Linked DNA regions of Mus musculus: regions 1, 2 and 3 are each linked to region 4. A link is a contact called in public promoter capture Hi-C data. All regions are on one chromosome and are shown on one strand. The core of a region is the stretch at or near the end of the contact, and the rest is flanking DNA. Distances in the headings are between cores, read along the strand shown.

Region 1 (2,762 bases), core at 137-2,636, 2.7 Mb after region 4:
ATCCTCTGGCCCAAATGCCACACATAATTAGAAGTTATAATCCTGTAATTCCATGATGACATCTTTCAACTTAAATATACTTTAAAACTTTTTTAAATGCCAAAAGGAACTTTAAAAATTGCCCACTGTCCCCACCTGTCTCCAGATTTCCCTCTTTTCTATTACTACTTCACGTGTGAGCAAAAGTTCTTTAAGATGCCAGAGTCCCGCGGGAGAAGGAAGCTGCCAAGCCCATTTACGAACAATTAAGAATTGATTGCTCTGTGGGAAGCAGTTTCACTTCCCTATTCATGACTGCTCGCTGCGCCTTCGATCGTATCAGTTAGAAAAATATCCACGACAATCTCTCAACCCACCAGGTGATCCTTGGCCAAAGTCCAAAAGCTATTTTTAGACTCTCTAGGGACCCAAGAGGAAGGTGAGGAGTCTGTCACAGTGATTCGCACCTCTAAAGTGCCTTTGAAAGCCAGCAGCTGTTGGGCAATCCCAGCACCGCTGTGGGCGCCTAATGGGGTCGCTTTTGAGGAACTGAGTTCCAGGGCGAAAGGCAGTCGCATTAATTGCCCAGGAGCGCCAAGACGTGCCAAGCGCGCAGAGTCCAGTCTCGCCCTCTCGGTCTCTCGGACAACCAAATACAGATAAATCCACTTTGGAAGAGTGAGACTCCGGTTCTCTGGCTCTCTTGGGCGAGGACAAACGAAGGGGCACGCCCGAGGTCCCCTTGCAGCATCCACTCTCCCTTACCAAGAAGTCGAAGGGGGCCAACGCTGAAAGCACTTGGGAGGCAAAAGAGCAAAACTCGCCCTCCAGATGCACCATGGCTAAGCGCTCGGGTGGAAACTGAGCTGCGGTATAAGTGCAGAGGGACCGACCGAGCTCGCCAGCGTGGCCAGGAGCTGGTCCTTTCCCCACCAGCGCGAGAAGCCTGGCAGGGCCATCCGGATCACCTCCCCAGGTTCCCACCTGCGTGTGGCTTGCCTGTGCACCTGCACGCCCCAGCCCGGCTGCCATCTGCTCGGGGCTCCAAGCCCCGCGCAATCAATCCCCTTTCGACCCCCCTTCTCCGCCCTTCGGCCCGCACCAACTCTGCGGGTCTCTCCCTTCTCCTTCCCCTCCCCCTCCAGTCCAAGCCGACCCCCGCCTCAAGCCCCTTCAGCACGCTCCGCAGTTTGCCAGGACAGAGAGAGAGGGTCTGTTGACTCGCCACTCACCTTTCGAAAGTAGTCGTCACCCTCTTTCTCCAGCGGCTGGGGAGCCGCGGGTAGCAGCGTATCGGTCATGCTGGCAGCGCGGGAGTCCAGGGTGAACTGAGGTGCAGTGGCTACTAAGGGCCCCAGGAGGCGCCGGGACCCGCCCCCGCTCCCGCCCCGACCAGCCAGCCGCCCTGCCGCCCCGCCCGAGCCCTAGAGCGCCAGATATCTGGAGCTCCGCCCCTCTTAGCAAGACCTGGACCTAGGCAGATCCCGAGCCTGGAACTCAGTTCTGCCACCTAGGCCCCGCCTTCAGCCTCCCAAGAGGCGAATCCCAAGCCCTACAGTTCCGCCCCCCGCATTTGCAGTCCTCCTGCATCCCAGAGTGAGCCCCACCCCTGATCTCTGGAGCCACGCCCCATCTCGCCTAGGCCCCGCCCCTCCACCATCCAGTCCTACCGGAGGCGGATACCTAACTCTGTAGCCTCGCCCCGCTCAACTAAGGCCCCGCCCACAACACGCACGGTCCTCCTCCAGCCCCGCCCGAGGCTGAAGCCAGAGCCCTGAAGCCCTGCCCTTGATTGTATAGACCGCGCCCCTGCCCCATGCAAGTGTTAAGTGCTGTCTGCCGCGAGTCTAGAATGGAGCTCTTGCTGAGCCTTCGATCTTAATCTGAGTGTTGTTCACAGCTCACTACCTTGTGAGCGTTAAGGTGGCGCAGCCAGCGGGATCGGGGTTTCAGCAAACGTAGCGAAACCCAAATTCGCCCTTTCTCTGGAGCCCTAGGAATAGTAAATGCAGAGAACTAAATACGTTTGCTTTCCCACTCAGGGACGCGGACATTCATGACCAGTTCATTCGCTGCTCGGAAGCTTTTAAAGGCTCTGGCCAGGAAGGACGGAAAGCTGTTTGCAGGAGAGGAGGCCTCCGAGCGCTTGGGTAGCAGAAGTCGTCGGGAGAGGGGGCCACCTACTGAGCAGGCTTTGTGCACAGGAATTCTGCAGGTGTCTTTAAGGATGCCAGAGTTCCCAAACTCGGTTTTCTCAGTTCTCAAGCCCAAGTGATTTTTTCTCTGGCTGGTCTCGTGTTATAGGTATCGATGTGGTTAGTACAGGAGTAGCAGGGGGTTCCTTAGGCTCGGGGTTCGCGGAACCTCCTACTGGAGAGTAGGTAAACTGGCGTCGGATATTGGTAGCACATCGGGCTACATCTGCAGGAGCCTAGAGCCCCCAGCCTGTAGACTCCTTCCTCACCGCCGCCACCACCACCAAAAAACACCTTTGTCTTCTGCCTTTGGAGGTCTGTGGGTCGCAGTGTAAACCTCAGATTCGGCTTTCAAAACTAACCAACCGTTTTCATGCTCTTTAAGAAGTGTTTTAGGGGCCAGGGGCGTTTAATTTCAGGACTCAGGAGGCAGAGACAAGCGGGTCTCAGAGCCAAGGCTACACAGAGAATCCTTGTCTCGAAAAACAAAAACAAACAACAAAAATGGTGTTAGTATGGCTGCAGAGGTGGCTCAGAGGATAAAAGTGCTTGCCGCTCAGCCTGACAACCTGAGTTCCATTCCCTGGA
Region 2 (2,700 bases), core at 42-2,541, 2.2 Mb after region 4:
TATAGATACTAATTCAATTTCCCTAAATTTATTCTATATGGACTTAGATGAATTTTCTCATATTTTCACAATTCAAATATTTATATTTAATGCCAAATGCAAAAAAAATTCATGTTTCCATTTTTATCACCCATTGCTATTGTGCCTACTGGGTCTGGTTTTCATTTTGCTGTTAGTCTAACCAATAATAGCCTTCAGTGAATTTTCTGTGGCTTTAATTTTCCACAATTGGTTAAAAAATAGTAATCACCCAAACCCCCTACCATTTCAGCAGGGCGGCTGGCTCTTCAGAAGATGCTTCCACGTCCCTTCAGACCACATGATAGCAAGCATGAGTGCAAGCCTTCCCCCACCCACGGGGAAATGTAATAACCCAAAGGTTCAGAGCCTCCGCTCTGTCGTGCGTTCATATGAGCCCTTGGGCCTGGGCCCTGCATGTCCTGATAGCATTTACAGCAAGGCTCTACCACGAAGCAAGATTCTGAGTAACACAAGCATGTATGTATGGTTGTCATTGCTGGGGAGACTCTTACCCGGTCAGGGTCACTGCTCAGAGGAGTATCCTGACCACTGCTCTAAGCTTTGGCATGGGAAACCCTGATTTTTGTCTCTTGCTCTGACCACCTGCGCTTCTAAGAGCAAATGGGGAATACTGCTTTAAAATTACTGTGTTCAGTAAACATTAGATGGAGAGAGAGGTGCCAGTTGTGACCTTTATAAATATCATTTTGTCCCTTGCTGTGATCACAGGACTCTGGCAGATGCCCTCACTGGCCTGTCAGCCATGTGCCTGTTCACTTTATCTGTGGCTTGACCACACGCAGCGATCGATACCGGCTGAAGCTTCTGCCCTGGACCGCTCAGTCCCCTGTTCGAGGTTACCATCGGTGGCTTTGTAATTACTGTTCTTTTCCTCACAAAACAAATGTGAGCATCATGTTTACATCGCATCTCTGCAGCGTAGTTGGCTTGACAAAGATGAGCAGGTGTCTCTGGTCTCAGTTTCATAAGCACTTATTTAATCAGGTTTTCAATTGTGCAGCAAGGTGCTCAAAGTAATAGTCTATAAATATATTTAATAGAAACTTGAGTTTGACATTCATGGGCGTAAAGACATGTATTTTTTTTTTAAAGAAATAAGTATTGTGTAACACTATGGCTTTGCTTCTGTAGCCCAAGTAGAGAAACTTCTGGAACGCCATGTAAAAAAGCAATGATTGATTCTGACGCTGATTCATTAAAACTGGATGATTGGCGTTTGGTGACATTCTGTTGCCCGCCCACCCATCACGCTGCAAACCGTGTTTGTGGCAGCACAGGCCGCCTGGTTAGAAGAGTGAGTGCAGCAAGCTCTCTGGCTGGCACCTCTTAATTTTCAGAAGAACTGTCCAAAATTAGAGTAATTTATTTTGCTTTACAGGAGTTTGCCATGTATTGACTTAAATATTGTATTTTGGTAATAAATTTTTTTTGTTAAAAAACCACTTGTTTCTAAGTTTCCTTAGCTGTCTGCGTGTATTCCTGTCTTGGGTTTGTTGAGTTAGAAACTTGCATTTAAGCCACTGAAAGCTTCCCGGGAGCTGGTTGGGGTTTACTGTTAGGCTCTGTTAAGTTGCTGAGGTAGCCCTGGCGCACCAGGGCTGCGTTTCACAAGCATGGGCTCTGGGCCTTCTCCCCTGTTCAACAGCCCTTTAGCTTCCACAGCAGACATGGCGATGCTTCCAGTGCTGAGCTGGGGGTGCCGGCTCCCTTCCTGTAATTAGAACTGCTGAAGGCCACCGACTACAACGCTCCTCATACTTCGATCCTCTCGTAGCCTATCACCAAACAATCTCTTACAGTCGATTCCTTGCAGAGGCCACAGGTGCTCTAATGACTACAGCACTGGGTTTGCTTCCCCCAGTTCGTGCCCTAGGATCCCAGGCCCTCCCAGCTGGAAGTGACTCAAAACAAAGAATTCTCCTTGATAGCTACAGCCTCTTGGACTGTTCTCTGTAGGGTGATGTGGTCCTATCTCTTCTCTCAAGGACCAGATCTCAACACTGTGCCATGACAAGCTAGGAGTATAAGTCAGAGCAGGGGGGGACCTAGATCCAGATCATGGGGTCCCATATGACAGCCATAGCCACATGACTACTGAGCACTGGAGATGGGACTTGTGTTCTGAGGGTAAAACAGAACAGTTGCAAAAATTGAGTACAAAAAGGAACGTAAAGCATCCCAATAGCTTTATATGTTGGCAACGTGTTAAAATAGCTTGGCTATATTGAGTTAAATAAAACATGTTAAAGTCATTTCACTTTGTGTTAGCTTTTCGTTTCTATAGCAAAATACCTTTAACAAAACCAAACCAAAATAAAACCCTCTTAGGTTGACTTGGCTCATGGTTTCAGAAGCTTCTAGCCAAGATCATCTGCAGTGAGGCAGGATCTTATGGTGGGAACATGCAAAGCAGATAGAGAGCTCATAGTGGCTAGGATATCATGGTGGATAGCTCAGTGAGGAGGGGCAGGCAGACAGGTGACAAGATAAAAACATAAGACTTACCCAGGGCAGAGCCAGGAACTGTTATCTCCTGCCAGGCCCCACCTCTGATAGTGGCATCAAATGATGAATCCATGCCTAGCTTGCTGGCTGATGCTAAACTCAGTCCCCAAAAGTTCACAGCCAAACCTAACACAGGCACCTTTGTGGCCACTT
Region 3 (2,700 bases), core at 80-2,579, 2.2 Mb after region 4:
ACGGTTAGGACCTCTACATTTTTCAGCATACGATGCCTGAAAAAAATAATAGCTCCAATTAGAGCCTGGTATGGTGGAGACACATCTACTCTCCCAAGCTACCCTGGAGGGCTGAGGCAGGAGGTTCACAACTTCAAATGTCTGCCTGGGCTAACTACATAAGGAATTAGAAGCCAGGATGAGTTGTTTCAGGAAACTCAATAGCTCAGTGGAAGAGCATTTATCTAGGAGGTATGTGGTTCAATGGGTAAAGGTACTCGCTGCCAAGTCTGAAGGTTTGAGTTCAATATCAGAACCCATACCATGGAAGGAAAGAACAGACTCCTGAAAATTCTCCTCTGACCACAAGTCTCCACAAATAACAATAAATAAATACGTAGATAATATTTTGTGTGTGTGAATGGCTTACTTATCTGTATACCTGAGCACCATGTGTGTGTCTGGAGTCTGTGGAGGTCAGAAGAAGGCCAGAGCTTCTGAGTCCCTGGAAGTGGAGTTACACATGGTTGTGAGCCACTGTATGAGTGCTGGAAACCAAACCTGTGTCCTCTATAAGAGCAACCACGGAGCCATCGCTCCAACCCTCGCTCCAGCCATCACTCCAGCCATCGCTCCAGCCCTCGATAAACTTTAAAAAAAAAAAAAAAAAAAAAAGTCCAGCCAGATTCACAAGCACAAGGATGTAAAGAACGATGGGGTAAATGAGGGGATGAAGAATGCCCCAGCAGGTTGAGGCCACAGTGGATATCAACTGAGTTCTAGACCAACACCAGCTCTGACAGGACCTGGATGGCCACAGCATCTGCCCAGAGCCTTAAGGCCCTTTCTGCCAGAGGGCGTGGTCTGTGGTGGCTCCACCCCACCACAGCCCCGCCCACGCCGCGCGCCTCCAGGCTCACCTGACCGGCTCGCCGCTCACGTGATCTGTCTCGGCGCCGCCATCTTGGAGCCACGGCCGAGGAAGGGGCAAAAAGGGGGAAAGAGAGGGAAAGGAGTCGGGAGCGAGGCGGACGAGGGCGAGGGTACGGTGGGGTCCCGGCCGGCCAAAGGAGGCTCGCAGGAGCAGCAGCCCGCCGCCCGACCGCAGGTACCGCGCCCCGGGCCGCCCCTCCGCTTGAGCGCCGCCGGCCATGTGCGGCCTCGCTGGTGACGCCCGCTTCCTCCTCGCCGGTGACGCCCGCGGCACTGCCACGCACCCGAGCCTGAGCTCCAGGGCCCTGTGTGTACTGTCGTCCCTCTGTCGGGCCTGTGGAGACCCCGGGCCCGCCGTGCCGCTGGGGGTGGGGGTCCCGTTGCTCCCCAGGTCCCGCTGAAGCGCCTTTGCCTTCTGGAGACGTGAAAGCGCTTAGGCCAGCCAGGATGGAGCTTAAGTTTCTTTAATCCCCCGTCCTTTAAGCACTGCGTGGTGTAGGAAATGCCAGCGCAAACGAAAAATAGCAATCGTGGCCTCCCACACGTACACATCCTCTGGGATTGACTGATCTTTCCAGAGATCGCTGAGACCATTGGTGAAAGTGCCCACCTTTCCAGACCTGGGGCATCCCGATCGTTGTTTGGAGTCCGAGGCCTGGGTGATTAATTAGGTCCAGGCAGCCACCCCCACCAAAGGTTGCTGACAGTGGACAGGAATTTGCTTTCAGTCTACATGGCCCAAGGCAATTACTGGATTTACCCCCTTTTCTGTCTGAGTTTGTACTTTCTACTCTACTGGTCTGATTCTGTGTATGGATTGCTATATTGATTAAAAAGAGAAAGTTTGACCCTTCATTCCTTTACCATGGTAACTCTGGAAACTCGGAGGATGCCCTAGCGGTGTACTAATTTTACTTAACTGTAATCGCTAAGTTACTTTCTAAGGGAACCGAATAAGCCTACTTTAAAGCAACAATAGGAAAACAGTAGCCAAAAAAAAAAAGGAGGACCAGGGCAGGAAACTGCTTTGGAGAATATATAGGTCAAGCCACGTTGTCGCATCTTTTCATGGTACTCTTCTGCCCACTGTGTTTGACTAATTTACATAATCACCCCTTAGGCTGTAATTTCGGTTAAAGTTAGAATAGCAATATGTCATTTATTATTCCATATTGGTTAGAAAATTATGTCAGTAAAAGCAGTAGTTTGCTGAGTGAATTACTTACATGGAGGGGGAGGTTTAAAATATACAATTGTTAGAAGTTTTCCAGGCTGATTTGTTTTAGCTTCTGCAAAATCCTCTACTTGTTAAGTAAATTATGTAAATTTGCCTCACACAATTACATTGCATGAACAGCTTTCCGAAATTTCTTTTCAATGTTAAGTATTGGAAGTTTCTTCACTGCCGAAATAAGTTACTGTGTTTCGCCCGCCAATGGAGAGACGTGTTTGATGGTGTTTATTTCCTTCTTGGCCACAGCTGGATTGTGAATATCGATCCAGGAGACTATCTGTTTCAGAAATTGATTGGAAAGACACTGGCTCTGCCACTAACAGCCATGTAACCTTGGGTAAGTCACTTACATCTCACTGAGATGCCTTATTTATAAACCGCCACCACTGTGACTGGACCCACAGAACTCTGAGCAAACGAAGCTGTTTGCTGCTGCCTAGCATCCATCCGGTGCTGTTACTTGATCATGCTCACCTTGAGCATGGAAAGGGAAATCGGTATACTAGGGAAAGCGTGGTTTGAGTTCTGAAGCCAGGCACTGTTTCACGTCTGTG
Region 4 (2,700 bases), core at 145-2,644:
CTTAGGTTCTACATTCTAAACGACATACTAAATTCCCCACCCCCTCACTTTTCAAGACAGGGTTTTTTTGTGTAGCCTTGGATGTCCTGGAACTCACTCTGTAGACCAGGCTGGCCTCAAACTCAGAGATCTGCCTGCCTCTGCCTTCCAGATTCTGGGATTAAAGGTGTGAGCCACCACTGCCTGGTACATCCTAATTTTTAAGTATCCTTCCAAATTAGTACTACCTGTTAGGGACCAAGTATTGAAACACATGGGGTCAGTTCATATTCAAAGCCCAGCACTAGAGAAGTAGCTTCTGCGGTGCCCTAGGAGTCAGGGATGCTGCTATTGGCGGGAGGCAAGATGAGTGCTCAGAGTTTGACTGTGTTTCAGAGGTTGCTGCATCTGCAGGGAGAGAAATTCATATTTACCATCTTCCCCAATCGTCCCTGCTTTTTCTTTCTTGATGCAAGTGATCAAAGGATGGATGTGGACTTGGGAGCTGGAACAGAAGTGGAAGATAGGGGCAAACAGACCCACAGAGGGCCAGAATTCTGCAGGTGCCTGCCAGCCTGTTCCTATACACACAATACTGAGGTAATAGGATCTATGCCTATTGTCCGGGCTTGGGATAGAGTTAGGACAAGGCCACAAGGTAGACTAGAGGACTGCCACAAACAGAGGCTGCACAAAGGGCTAGGGGGAGGAAGTGAGTCCAAGAGATTTATTCAGCTCAGGCTGGCCTGGAACTTGCTATGTGGACCAGGCTGGCTTCAAACTCACAGATACCCTCCTGCCTCTGCCTTCAAACTGTTGGGGATTAAAGGTGTGCTCCCTGCTCCAGCTTCCAATTTTTAAAATACTGAGTGGAACAGGGATGGGGATTTAGCTCAGTTGGTAGAGTGCTTGTCTAGCAAGTCCAAAGCCATGCATTTGGTCCCCACTGTTAAACAAAACACCAGAATTATAAAATACATGGGATAGGGCAGCAGCTGTTGTTGAAAAATGTGCTACACAGTGCATACGTAGTAACATAGTAATATTAATACTGCAGCTTAATATATGTAAGGAAAATTGTAATGTGTACAGTAATTAATACATACGCAAAAATATAGTTGTATATTGTGCATTTTAGCTCATTAAACCACATTAGTTCATTAAAAGGCATGGGAAACAGCTGAATTTGATAAAATTAAATGAGCTTATGAAACAGTCTCAGTGCTCATATTAAGTTCCTACCACCACAGGCAGCGCCAAGCGAATTGGGACCCACTATCCCGCCGCCTCTCATCCTGTGCAGGGGTCCTGAGCGGCTCAGCCTCCACCCCACCCGGAGGCCCTGTCCCCGCCATAGCCCCGCCCCCTAGGGCGGAGCTTGAGAGCTTCCCGGCGTGCTGCGCGGGCGGGGCGAGGGGCGGGGCGTGCGCGGAGGCGCGGCAGTCGCGGGACGCTAAGCTGGGCCCGGTTGCGGGAGAAGAGCGTGGCGCGCCTGGTGTAGGGCCTGCTGCTCCGAGGCGGCGGCGGCGGCGGCGGCGGCGGTATGCGCGTGTGAGATGCGGCCGCGGGTAGCCCGGACGCGAGCGGCGGCCCCCGGGGCAGCGGCGAAAGTGAGCGCGGCCTCTTCAGAGAGAGGCGTGCAGTGCATGAGGGCGAGCGCGCGGGCGCTGGGCATCCGCCGGCCACGCCGTCTCCATAAACACTTGTTTAGGACTTGTTCGCCTCGCTGAGGCTGCGGCGCCGGGCATGGAGCCCCCGTCCGAACCCGAGCCCGAGCCCCAGCCCCTTGCAGAGGCCTCAGCCGCCGCTCCGCTGCGCGCACCAGAGGTGGCGCGGCTTCGCGAGGAGCAGGAAAAGGTAACAGGCCGCGCTTGGTTCCGGCCCTGGCCGGCTTCCGCATGTGGCCGCGACACTCTGAGCAACCTCTAATGCGGCCAGCCCTCTGCGTGAAACCGAGATCCCCACGCGCGAGCTGCGCAGCCTCGGGCCGCGGGGACCACGGGAGAAACTTTTGTCACGTGCATTTGTTGTCTTTTGTCGGTGGCCCTTTGACCTTCCCCGGAAGGGATGCGGGGATGTGGGGAATACAGAGGATGCAGGGGATAGGATAATCGGTTGACCCTGAACTGAGAGAGCAATTGTTGGGACTAAATAAAAATACGTGTTTTTTTTTTTTTCCTTTTTGGTTCGGGGATTACACTGTGAACAGAAGTGGTCACTCTTTTTACCCCTTAGCTATTTATTATCTAAACGTTGGTACAATGCGCGCGTGCGCACACACACACACACACACACACACACACACACACACACACACACGAGATATCCTTATTTGATTGAGCGTCCAAGTTTGACTACGTTGGTGATGATGCACTTCCTGTGCAATCCAGCTCTTAGGTTTAGTAGTCGACAAGAGAGAAGGCCTTTGTTAAATTTTAACTTCAAGCCTTTATTAAACAAGGCTTTCCCCACTTTTTTTTTTTTTTTTTGATCTACCAGAGGAGAGGAGAATGCTTAGAATCTCCGAATGGGAATTATTATATATTTTTTTTTATAAGGAAATGTTATGTAGTTAAGAACTACAGCTCGATTGTTAAATGTGAAATTGTCCTGTGGATTCTGTAGGTTTTCAAGTTGATTCTCCTGACGTGCCTTGAAATTCTTTGAAAAGCGACATTTAATTTGCTTAAACGTCACATGTCCTGTTGCCAGAGTGAGGTA

The links. Promoter capture Hi-C pulls out the DNA fragments that hold promoters and counts their contacts.
Region 1: a promoter capture Hi-C map of pre-B cells shows a contact between it and region 4, with 3 times the contacts expected there. The contact joins the promoter of Rhpn2 here to the promoter of Uri1 in region 4. A contact is called at or near these places in 6 of 39 promoter capture datasets (cranial neural crest, hematopoietic stem and progenitor cells, hippocampal neurons and 3 more), 1 of 484 Hi-C or Micro-C datasets (CD4 T cells), 1 of 115 datasets of contacts at active chromatin or transcription factors (extraembryonic endoderm stem cells) and 1 of 9 other capture datasets (liver).
Region 2: a promoter capture Hi-C map of hippocampal neurons shows a contact between it and region 4, with 8 times the contacts expected there. The contact joins the enhancer-like site here to the promoter of Uri1 in region 4. A contact is called at or near these places in 6 of 39 promoter capture datasets (the C10 cell line, cranial neural crest, embryonic stem cells and 3 more), 2 of 115 datasets of contacts at active chromatin or transcription factors (embryonic stem cells and large pre-B cells) and 1 of 9 other capture datasets (liver).
Region 3: a contact with region 4 is called in a promoter capture Hi-C map of liver, with 4 times the contacts expected there. The contact joins the promoter of E130304I02Rik here to the promoter of Uri1 in region 4. A contact is called at or near these places in 14 of 39 promoter capture datasets (the 3T3-L1 cell line, 3T3-L1-derived adipocytes, the C10 cell line and 7 more), 4 of 115 datasets of contacts at active chromatin or transcription factors (astrocytes, embryonic forebrain, embryonic stem cells and 1 more) and 1 of 9 other capture datasets (adipose tissue).

Annotation. Positions count from the first base shown.
Region 1 is chr7:35,332,861-35,335,622 of GRCm38.p6, reverse strand. It overlaps Rhpn2 (rhophilin, Rho GTPase binding protein 2), which reads right to left and starts at 1,386. Exons shown (of 15, transcript NM_027897.4): 1 at 1,212-1,386. The coding sequence starts at 1,280.
Region 2 is chr7:35,771,127-35,773,826 of GRCm38.p6, reverse strand. It overlaps Zfp507 (zinc finger protein 507), which reads left to right. Exons shown (of 7, transcript NM_177739.3): 7 at 1-1,481. Among named protein-coding and RNA genes, the nearest start is that of Dpy19l3, 18 kb to the right of the region's middle. Within about 2 kb of position 1,291, at least 3 of the 459 cell types and tissues checked have an H3K27ac peak or open chromatin away from gene starts, as enhancers often do. A contact at or near this core is called in hippocampal neurons, where this site is marked.
Region 3 is chr7:35,801,221-35,803,920 of GRCm38.p6, reverse strand. It overlaps E130304I02Rik (RIKEN cDNA E130304I02 gene), which reads right to left and starts at 1,329. Exons shown (of 3, transcript NR_033567.1): 1 at 900-1,329. Zfp507 (zinc finger protein 507) reads left to right here and starts at 932. Exons shown (of 7, transcript NM_177739.3): 1 at 932-1,087; 2 at 2,393-2,483.
Region 4 is chr7:38,018,246-38,020,945 of GRCm38.p6, reverse strand. Uri1 (URI1, prefoldin-like chaperone) reads left to right here and starts at 1,394. Exons shown (of 11, transcript NM_011274.5): 1 at 1,394-1,836. The coding sequence starts at 1,726.